4 separate regions of the Mus musculus genome follow, and regions 1, 2 and 3 are each linked to region 4. The links are chromatin contacts, called in public promoter capture Hi-C maps. All regions are on one chromosome and are shown on one strand. The core of a region is the stretch at or near the end of the contact, and the rest is flanking DNA. Distances in the headings are between cores, read along the strand shown. Region 1 holds the start of Cep295 (centrosomal protein 295). Region 2 holds the start of Med17 (mediator complex subunit 17). Region 3 holds the start of Mre11a (MRE11A homolog A, double strand break repair nuclease). Region 4 holds the start of Zfp558 (zinc finger protein 558).

Region 1 (2,700 bases), core at 101-2,600, 3.1 Mb before region 4:
CTGCCTCTGCCTCCCGAGTGCTGGGATTAAAGGCGTGCGCCACCATGCCCAGCTTGAAACCATTCCTTTTCACAGAGAATTCTTTATCACAATTGTGGTCAGGACAAGTATGATCTTATTCATCACCTCATCTCTTTTGTCTAAAAAACTGTCTTGCATCTTATAAATAATTCAGCGTGGACTGAACGAGAAAGTGACTAATCCATATACAGTACTACATGGCAGACCCAGTCATGACTTCATCGAAGAACAAATGTCAAACAGTAGTAATTGCTTGAATTGAAAACCTTTTCCGCACTCGGGAGGCAGAGGCAGGTGGATTTCTGAGTTTGAGGCCAGCCTGGTCTACAGAGTGAGTTCCAGGACAGCCAGGGCTACACAGAGAAACCCTGTCTCGGAAAACAAAACAAAACAAAAAAAGCCTTTTCCAATACACTCCACTGAATTCTTAAGAAAATACTCCTGAGGATGGTTGAGGCTCCAAGAGAGGAACATTTTAAGTTGTCCTCCATAGGAGACAAGTATTCCTCCTGCATCTATTAAGTAGAATCCTGTTACCTGGCTTGTTCACTAGTCATTTCTACCCATGTGGACTCTTCAAGTTCTGTGTTTTAAGTGTCCAATAATGATGGACACAGTAGGGCTTATCTTGATAGATTTCCTTCTAAGGATTAGGCAGTATCTGACACACAGTAACCAAAAAATTAATAGATGTGGATGCAAGAGCCATTCATTAGCAAAAGGCAGAAGCCAAGTTTCAAATCCCTTGGGCCTTGTTAACTTTATTCCGTGTAAGGGGGTAATAGCCACCACACGTGGCTGTACTATATGTACGTGTGGCTTAATTACTACCCAACCGCCGAACACATTCTAATGTAAGACTGACGACAACCATTCGCTGCTGTAGGGTTTATTGCCTAGGCTGGTCTTGAACACGAGGCATTTCTCCTGCCTCAGCACTGCCTTGCATGTGCTGGGATTACAGGGTGAACTAACACTCTCGAATGAGACTGCCATTTTTTTCATAGCTTGAGTGTAGGAAGAGTACCAGAAGAGCTACGGGTGGCGGATGCCTCAGAAAGGCCGAGCTCTCTGTAGGGCCGGCCTCGGGGCGGTTTAAAGGGCCGGAAGGTTCGCCAGCCTGCTCGCGGCCAGCCAGAAGAACCCTGGCGGGCCTCCGTCACTCACCTGACAGCGTGTGTGGTCTGGCCTCACGACACACAGGCACCCGCACCCGGCCGGCTACCCAGCAGCCGTTTGGGTACCTGCGGGACAGCCATGACCCGGCTCTCGTCACTTCCGTCATTCAAACGGCCCGCCAATGGCGGGATCGGACGGCGGGAACCAGCTTAGGACCGCCTCCGCAGGGGCCGCCCGGAAGGCCGCGCCGTGCCAAGCCCCCGCCCACCTCCAGCTCGGCGCACGCGCAGCCCCGCCCACGTGCACGCACGCACGCACGCACGCGCAGCTTGCGCAACGGGCCATTATCCCTCTCAACTGTCAGGGTCTTGTCCCACTTGCTCTGTGGTGTTTTGTCGCCGGCAGTCAATCCTGGGTCGGGTTCAGAACATGAAGGAGGATGTGTGGAATCGGCGGAAGACTTGGACCAGGAAGTGCAGTTCACATACTATACTCTGACACCGAGACAACTCAGACTACCTTTATTTATACATCTAGTTTTCCACGTCTCTTTTAAGAACTTCCTATGTTCAACCAAGTGCACACTGTACTTCCTTCTCAGTCGCCACGGTTTCCTGCTAACCCATGAACAGTATCAAGAAAGATGAAATATAGATTGAGCACGTGGCTAATATCTAACCCAGCACATTGATACATAACCAATTGAGGATACAGTACAGAGAGGCGATAAACTACATACCCGAGAAATTCTGATTTAATTATTGACACCTAGCCTGTCCCCTTAGGAAATCTCATTCCTCTAGTGCCCAGGGCAAATTAGTAAACCGAGTCAGTTGCTCATCCTTGCTTGGTGTAACCTCTGAATATTCCTGTTAAGTCTTGGAACCAACAATCCAGAAAGACCTTCTTAAGCTTTTAATACCCATGTAACTATTGTTTGGAACAGCACTGTAGGGCAAATTGTTGGAACTAAGTAACCATAAGGAGAGAACATCTGGATGTTAGCTGGTGTACACAGACTAGGCCCTCTTGTTGACCAACCGCATCATTATTAACAAACACAGGAGTAGTGGTCTATTCCACTTTCATGGCCTCAGAGACAAATAGGAATGAATCACAGTCCAAACTTTCTGATTCTAGAGAAACATCTGTCACAAACAAAGTAAAAGCAAATACTTCCAATAACAAAGTCAAACACACAAATGCAAGGCAAAAGCGAACCAAGCATTCCTTGGGGAAAGGCCAGGAGATTCTGTTCCAATATCCCATAGGTCTTTGCCATGTGGGGACCCAACTCCTCAGGCCTTGCCATAAGGAGATCCATCTGCATTAAACTCATGCACCATTCCCAGCAGAGGCATGTTCACTTGGTCGCAAGTCTGGAAGAAGAGGTGTAGCAAGCACTTTTGGTTCAGTTGCCTGACACCCCTCTGTCATTTGCTGACCTGATGACTGGACAGCTCTACCCAGCTGGCGTCTTGGGCAGAAAGTACTCAAGTGGAAATCTGAGCTTGAGACATGTTCTGTTTTGAATAGGAAACCAGGAGGGATCAGAGCAAG
Region 2 (2,700 bases), core at 61-2,560, 3.2 Mb before region 4:
CTTAATAGACAGGTCAAATGTTCCTAATGACATCAGTACTGGATCTTAATACATACCTGTGCTCTATAGTTCTTTCTGTGGGTGGGGGATTTCATGGATCAAATGTGATACACATTTAGAATTTTGCATTTAAAACTACTGAGCTGGCATGCCTTTCCAACACTGGATAATGACAATGTTGGGCTTGTTTAAGATTTAAAAAAAAAAAAAAAAAAAAAGATTTATTTATTTATTTAATGGATGTAAGTACAATGACGCTGTCTTCAGACACACCAGAAAGAAGGGGGCATCGGATTCCATTACAGATGGTTGTGAACCACCATGTGGTTGCTGGAAATTCAACTCAGGACCTCTGGAAGAGCAATCAGTACTCTTAACTGCTGGGCCATCTCTTCAGTCCCAGGTGTTTTAACTTTCTGTCAAATTTATGAAAACTACATTTAAATTTTTCTTTATTTATTGAGATGGTGTCTATTTGCTCATGTTTTTCATTAATCTGACTGCCTCTGCCTGGCGAATTACCACACTAAACACGAACATCCTCACTTAAACCGATTCTGTCACATCACTAAATCGAAAACTGTGGTTTCAAATTTTGGTTTTTTTTGATAATAAGGAGAATCCAAAGTCTAGTCTGGTTGCTTCTCCAAACTCCCCCTCTTCAGTTTTGTTTTCTTGTAATTCATTCACCTCAAAGTTTCAGTGGTCATTTTAAGTATCACCTGTTTCCACCTAAAATCACCCCCAAAAGCTTTCAGCTGTTCTTTATTAAAAAAAAAAAAAAAAAAAAAAAAAAAAGCGAATGCCTCTTCTCCTGGCCTGAACAGGACCCCGAGTCCCGACCGGGTCGGCCTTCCCACTGCTGTCAATACTTCTCAAGGCCACCCACCACAAAACACAGTTTACCCTAGGGGAGACCCTGGGATAGAACCAGCAACGAGGGCGAAGCCTCACCCTCCTCGTCGTCCTGGTCGGCTCCCGCGCCCCCCCAGTCCGGCGCATCGCCGTCAGGCCCTGCCGCCTCCTCCTCCTCAGAGCCAGAGCCCTGGCTGAAGTCGATGCGCTGTGCCAGGCGCGCCAGGTTCTGCGACATGGACAGCGGCTGCAGGTACGTCTCGGTGCCATCAAGGCCCACCTCCTGCACCTGCTTCTCGCAGGCCGACTCGATGCTGATGCGCACGGCTCGCACGCCCGACATGCTGGCGGCGGCCTGAGGGCGACTCGCCGGAGACTCAGAGTACAGCACCGACACGGAAGGCTGGAACAAGCTTCCCGCAAGCCCGACGCGGCGGCCGGGAGGAAGCAAACTACCCACTGCTGCCCCACAATCCTCCGCGCAGCGTCTCGCGGAACACTATGAGCATGCGCGAAGGGCCAGCTGCCCGGACATTTCCTGTAGGTTGCACGTGAGAGCCAGGAACTTCCGGCTGACCGGGCTCAGCCGCTGCAGTGCAAGTGGAGTGGGCTGGGTTTATGTAGATACGCTGGGCGTTGTAGTTTGTTTGTTTGTTTGTTTGTTTGTTTAATTGGTTGCTTGGTTTTTGAAATAGCTTTCTTGCTGGCCTGATTAATTTGTTGATTAGTTATTGAGACACGCAGCTTTTTTGTTAGTTGGTTAGTTATTTGATTTTTGAGACACGCAGCACACACACCAGCACTCCCGCTGATTCGGTCTGGGAGCCCGTCCGTGGGATGAGTCCACTCACTTTCCGGGTAGGTTTTCACTTCCTAGTTAAACCTCTCTGGGAACATACTCCCAGAGGTGTTTCCCCTAGGTGACTTTACATTCGTGAAGTTAACGATGAAGACGTACGTAAGGGCTTTACATTTATGTAAGCACTCACAAAGACTGTCGACGGTAGTTAACTATAATTCGCAGCTGTTTGAGTCTCTCTGTTGATGGAGCTGCCTCCAGCAAAGAAGACCGAGTCAAACAGCTAGCAGGACTACCATCCAAACTGCACCAGCTGTCTTAAACACTCCAAGAACACTCAGATATGCCTACACGAAAGATTGCAACTGATTGTCCTGGCCCAGTAAGCACAGCTTGGGCCAGGGCTTTGTGCAGACCTGTGACTGGTGGCTTAATGATAAATGGAGGACTATGCTATCTCTCCAGACATGCAGCCACCCTTACACGCATACACTCACACATTCACAGACATGTACACATATAAACAAAAGACACCGGTGTTTAGCCAAACAAATGGCTGTGATTGGCCCAAATACCCCGTCTTGGGTTGTATGAGCAGGCTACTCCTCAGGTGGTCCACCAAGAGGCACTCTCCTTTCCTCATGGTGTTAGGATGTCATGTCCAGCAATGTCTTTCACTGAGTGGCCTTTCTTACTTTCAGCCTGCAGGCTGCACCAGAAAAAGCAAGGAACATTAGCTGGTTGGCAACAGTGCCCCACAGCTTGATAGGTACTAACCCCTATACTTCTGTCCAGCCATTTCGTTTTCTGTTTGTTTGTTTTAAGAGTTTCTCTGTGTAGCCCTGGCTGTCTTGGAACTCACTCTGTAGACTAGGCTGGCCTTTGATACCACTTTGAGTCTAATCTTGGGCTCCTGAACAACCTTGCCTTGTCTAGAAATCATTTGTCAAGTCCTTGGGCCCTGGCTTCCCACAATGAAGTGTAGATGGAGGCGTTAGCATAGCTGTCTGACAGCTGAAGAATCTATAGCCTGCAGAAGCCTCTGA
Region 3 (2,700 bases), core at 168-2,667, 3.7 Mb before region 4:
GAGTCCTGACAGTGAGTACACAGGAGGACCATAGTTCACCCAGTCCTAAAAGATTAGTCTTCTGATAAACTGCCATATTAATTTATACACTGACATCAACTTCAAGAGTTACCTAGCACATAAGCCTTAAAGAAAATGAGAAGTTACTTTGAAAACCATCAATCTTTTAACCATATTTGTTGAATTTGGCAGTTTTTTGTTGCTATTGTTAGTGTTACCACTTCTTTCTGTTGACCCAATTAGAATCTAATGTTTATTATTTCAGGTGCTATGTCTTATATTGTTTTGCTATTAAGCTTTTAAGGATAGGCCATCTTTAACACAGATTATTATGCCATTTGTATGTAACCTGCATTAAGAACTATTTGTATCATTAAACTTAAGACCTATCATTTAATCTTGCTCTGAATGGCCTCTAAGAGGAACTTAGTTATACACACTCCTCATAGATTTGTTCTACTTAATTTCAAGTTTAATATTCCATTGTCCAATTAAGCTTCATCACTAGTGACAAGAGTATCAGAATCATGACCAATGACTTCTTAGGGCCTATAAACTCCATTAAGGGATTTGTTAAGGTTTTGGCAGCATTGTGTTTTTCTTTTTTCTTTTTTAAAAGAACTATCAGAACTATTTTCTTAACATTTTCAATATTTCCTTTCACTTCAAACTCATTTTTTAAAAAGCTACTATACACCAATTCATTAAGCGCTTAACAGATGTCACTAACCAAAATATGGCACAGATCGCAGCCCCCCTTCCCACACCTGAAAACTCCTTCATATTAATTCTTAACTTATTGTCTTGGTATGCTTAATTAAAAAATCAAACCCAAATGTATCTCGACTCTGGGTATAAAGCTCGATGCATACTATTATGGAGGAATAGGATGCATTTCCTAATTTAAAGGGAACCCTCCATTTTGAGAGAGATAGCAACTGTTCCAGTTCTCATCTCATTGGGTGGAGCCCCCCATTTCAGAGGCCTGCGCTCGGGTACTGACAGATCACTGTCGCTGCGGTACACGGGCCCTTCTGAGGTCCTGAGGGGGTCTGCTCTAACTCAAGGCTCCAAATCATTTCTACTGCACTTTCTTCAAGGTTCTCTGAAAACACAAAACCGAGGCTTCTGGGGCGATCGTCAGGGGAAGCAGGGAAGAAAGGTCTTTGGTCTAGCAGGCGAGGCCTTCCGAATCGCAAAGCGAAGACTCTGCCACGATGCTACCTGCGAGGTGGCCGGCCGCCCACAGCCGCCCGCCCCACCGCTCCGGACACGCGCCTCACCTTTCACAGAGAGAACCTCACCGAGAACTTCCTTTCCGGGTTCGCCCCTTCGCTGCTCAGGATTGGCTCCTGTGAGGTGACGGAGCCATTCTGTAGCCAATGAGAATCTAGACATTCTGTGATGTCACGTCATCAATGGATCTCGCGAGAAGTACGGATGCCGCTCTCCCGCGCCTAATTCAGGTTTCTGGGAGCGGTTTTCTTGTGGTTCTGGAGACTCCCGCCCCCTTTTCCTGAGGTAGAGATGGCTTGTGGCCTCCCTGGTCGACTCTGACAAGTCCATGTTGGGTAACTTAGGCTTTGCTACGGTCTTGTAGCGTGCGGGTCCGGGGCGAACGGAAGCCCCGAGTGCGTGGGGCCGTTAGGGAAGACGGGCCGGGTGGGCATGGAGGGATGCGGGCTCTGCGTTCCGCCTCGGAGTCCGCCTCGGAGTCCCGCGGGTGGGAGGTCTCCTGTAGTGGCAGCGCCGCCTTCGCCGAGCTGGGGATGCGAGGTGTTCCACTTAGACCATGTGTTGGTTATTTATTCTGTCTTTAAATGTGGGCTGCCCCATAAAACCCATGTTAGTGTTAAGAGTATGGGGTGGCCTCTGATTCAAAGTCCTGCGCGGAGCAGCTTAAATTATGCACGTAGAAAGTTACGTTTCATTTTTCCTGTCCAGGGGTTTACTACACACCAATCTCATGAAGAAGATAGTAGAGAAATAGTAGTGATAGTGCAATTAGGACTTCACTTCAGGATGTGGCTTTCTGTTCTTAGGTCATGAAACAATTATAGTAAGTGTTGAAGACGTACATAGGACTTTCTCAAAATCACTAGCGCTTGTTCAAAAAGTCTACCCTGCAACTGAGCTCATGTTAGTGAAATATGTGCAACCTTTATAATATGTGCATTTTGGTATTTATTTTTAGAGTTTGGATTCGAGTGGTTTTTCTGACATACCTGAACACTTGGAGAGGAACCTGGTACAGAGGAACTCTACTATAAAAATGAGCCCCACAGATCCACTGTAAGCCTGACATATTAATTGTGATGACCTTACGAGAAAAGTGATATTTTAATATAAACAGCAACAGAATTTAATAATGGATAGAGTATCCCCCAAAACGTCTGTCATGCATAATTAAAAGCACATACTTATGCTTATTAGCAATAAATAAATAAATAATGAGGTGGAGCAATAGATGAATGTGTTGCAGTAATTACATGGCCATGCAGGGAGGCTCATGCTCTCTGGCTTTGTCTTAGTCTCGAGTCTATAAATAGTCCTTTAGAGTAAGTTACCCTAGTTGAAGTGAATTTGAACAAAATGGAAAGAAATAAAAGGACTATAGAAGTCAGGTGGCAGAAGAAAATCCTTGAACACGAGTGGTGTCTTCCACTCTGGTTTCAAGTTCTTGGTCAAAATTAGCTGTTT
Region 4 (2,700 bases), core at 90-2,589:
CAGCCTGGTCTACAAAGTGAGTTCCAGGACAGCCAGGACTACAAAGAGAAACCCTGTCTCAGAAAAAAAAAAAAAAAAAGAAAGGAAGGAAGGAAGGAGACTACCTTGTTCTTTGATACTCTTCTAAATATTTTCAATCTTATAAACATCTAGTAGCTACTCAATTTTTAAAATTTCTGCTCCTAATGTAAGGACACTCAAGACATCATTTTCATATATGCCTTTGTATTCTAAAACGTCATGACAATTTGCAGGTTTTTAGGAGTCACATGGAATGCGCTTGAAGAGTGCCACTGAGTACTTCTAACATTTACTTCAGACTTGTAAGTACTAAAAATAGACACAAATATTTCATATATTTGTACTTAATATAATATTCTGAAAATTTTGGTATAAGTATACAAAAAATTCTGCATTTATATGCTTATTCATGGCTAATTACTTTTATTTTGTGTAATTTGCATTTAACTATATTTACTTTTCACACACCTTTGTATCCATCCCTTGAATATAACCCATCAAATATTAATACAGCTTCTTGAGATAACCCTCATTTTAAACAGGTTGCAATCTTAGAATTACAACCTGTTACAAGCAGAAGAAAAGGAGTTCTACACTGCAGGATCAGGTGGAACCCCATTGTTTCATATTCCACATCGTACTCACCTGGTTACATGAAATTAATAGATTAATGAGGGCAGGTGGACATTCAGGCGTTTTCAACACAACATTGAGGGTCCAACACAAGTTTGAGTTTGCATGATGTTTTTCTTGTCTGGAAAATAAGGCACAAAGATTGATGAGTCCTTTTATGGAAAGCATTCAAACTGTGACAGAAAAAAACAAAACCTTTCATTGCCCCTCGCCACGTGTATCTACACAGTTAACGTGTAATAATAGCCCAGGTTTTGGCTGTGTAAAAGGAATTACCTAATATCTATGCAGGCACAAACTCAGCAGAAGCTGGAATGATGTGTCTATTCAATTGCTCAATGTATTGACTAGAGAGAGCTCTTTTGGTGATTTCCACGTGCAGTAAACGTAGAGGTCCTAAAGGTGATGGGGCTGAATGAACTTCACAGAGCTGGAAGGATTTCCACCCTCAGCACATGTGCTAATTCGCCCTGAACGCACCTTGCAGCTCAGGAGATAGAACAGGACCCGCTGGCTGACCATCCCTCAGCTCGCCTGCCACGCCCCCCTCTGTGAGAACAAAAAGCATTCCCAGGGCTGCGAGCTGGAAGAGCTCGGGTTTTATCGCTGGCTGCGGAAGCAGCCTGGGGCTTTCGGGAGGTAGCAGGAGTCCAGGGCCACTAGGCAGAGGGCGCTCCCGGCTGGCGCTCTTTCTCAACTCGACTAAAAACCCGTGTACACACACCGAGTCGCCCTTCCCAGCCGCCGAAGACGCCCACCCCAAGATCGACCACATCCGCTGCGCTGACTCCTCCTTCAGTTCCGCCCCGCGCTTCCACTTCCGGCCCTGAGCGCCGCCTCGAGGTTCACTTCCGCCCAAAAGTTTGTCCGGGTTTTAGGGCAGATTACACGTCTGTGGTCCCCTTCGTATTGTACGTGTTCTTCCCAGTTTGTTTAGTGACTGTGTACATAGTTGGATTTTGGGATAGGTCAGCTAAAGAGACCAGGGCGACCCTGGGAACTGTAAGAGGACGGACTATGGTAGAACCTGGAAGCGCAAGCTTGGGGGAGCTTGTGTAATAGCTGGGAAAAAGTTCTGAGGAAGTGGCTAGGGTGAGGATTAGTTCTGGGGCAGGTGGGCAGAGATAAAGTCATGAGTGAACGGAGTTGACAAGGGGTGGAGATTAGTTTCAGGGGTGGACATATGGAATAGTGTATGGTATGAAGTATGATTGCTACTGTCCCAAGGAATTTGAGAGGCTGGTTACTGGGATAGGAATATGGATGGGATGTTGTGAGTCCTGTGGTCCTACGGAATATAAAAGATCACCCCCAGGGGTGGAACTGGAGGTAACCCTCCTTGGATCATGTCAGAATGCCGTCTATGAAGTGAAAATGTGTAAGAAGAATTCTGACTGCCAGTGAGAGAGCCAGGCAAGAGTCCTGTGACCTCTAAGTACAAAATCGTTCTTGGAATGGGGATTCCTGTCCCTCCAGGGTGTAGTAAATAGGAACGGGTGTACTTCAGATTGTCTTACTAGTCAGAAGATGTCTTCAAGCACATGCTGTCCTTAGGACTGTATGCAGTTCTTAACCTGTGGGTCATGACCCCTTGTGGAGTAGGAGGTTAAATGACTTTCACTGAGATCTCCTAAGACTGTAAGAAAACAGGTATTTACATTACTATAACAATGGCAAAATTATCTGGGCAGTGCTGGTGCATTCCTTTAATCCCAGCACCTTGGGAGGCAGAGGAAGGCGGATTTCTGAGTTGGCTGCCAGCCTGGTCTACAGAGTGAGTGTCAGGACAGCCAGGGCTACACAGAGAAACCCTGTCTCGAAAAAACAAAACAAACAAACAAACAAAAAAAACCCACCAAACCAAACAAACAGAACAAAACAAAAACAAACAAACAAACAAAACAATGGCAAAATTATAGTCATGACGTAGCAACGAAAATAATTTTATGGTTGGTGGTCACCATAGCATGAGGAACTGTATTACAGGGTCACAGTTACATTAGGAAGGTAGAGAACCATTGATATACAGCTCATGGTAAACTCACG

The links. Promoter capture Hi-C pulls out the DNA fragments that hold promoters and counts their contacts.
Region 1: a contact with region 4 is called in a promoter capture Hi-C map of pre-B cells, with 9 times the contacts expected there. The contact joins the promoter of Cep295 here to the promoter of Zfp558 in region 4. A contact is called at or near these places in 5 of 39 promoter capture datasets (cranial neural crest, frontonasal cranial neural crest, liver and 2 more).
Region 2: a promoter capture Hi-C map of pre-B cells shows a contact between it and region 4, with 9 times the contacts expected there. The contact joins the promoter of Med17 here to the promoter of Zfp558 in region 4. A contact is called at or near these places in 3 of 39 promoter capture datasets (cranial neural crest, frontonasal cranial neural crest and pre-B cells) and 1 of 484 Hi-C or Micro-C datasets (pre-B cells).
Region 3: a contact with region 4 is called in a promoter capture Hi-C map of pre-B cells, with 8 times the contacts expected there. The contact joins the promoter of Mre11a here to the promoter of Zfp558 in region 4. A contact is called at or near these places in 2 of 39 promoter capture datasets (cranial neural crest and pre-B cells).

What each region holds. Positions count from the first base shown.
Region 1 is chr9:15,356,438-15,359,137 of GRCm38.p6, forward strand. Cep295 (centrosomal protein 295) reads right to left here and starts at 1,351. Exons shown (of 27, transcript NM_176976.4): 1 at 1,189-1,351. The coding sequence starts at 1,306.
Region 2 is chr9:15,278,596-15,281,295 of GRCm38.p6, forward strand. Med17 (mediator complex subunit 17) reads right to left here and starts at 1,311. Exons shown (of 12, transcript NM_144933.2): 1 at 955-1,311. The coding sequence starts at 1,198.
Region 3 is chr9:14,783,237-14,785,936 of GRCm38.p6, forward strand. Mre11a (MRE11A homolog A, double strand break repair nuclease) reads left to right here and starts at 1,418. Exons shown (of 20, transcript NM_018736.3): 1 at 1,418-1,521; 2 at 2,195-2,292. The coding sequence starts at 2,273. Ankrd49 (ankyrin repeat domain 49) reads right to left here and starts at 1,337. Exons shown (of 3, transcript NM_019683.4): 1 at 1,284-1,337.
Region 4 is chr9:18,472,220-18,474,919 of GRCm38.p6, forward strand. It overlaps Zfp558 (zinc finger protein 558), which reads right to left and starts at 1,340. Exons shown (of 8, transcript NM_028935.1): 1 at 1,135-1,340; 2 at 667-775.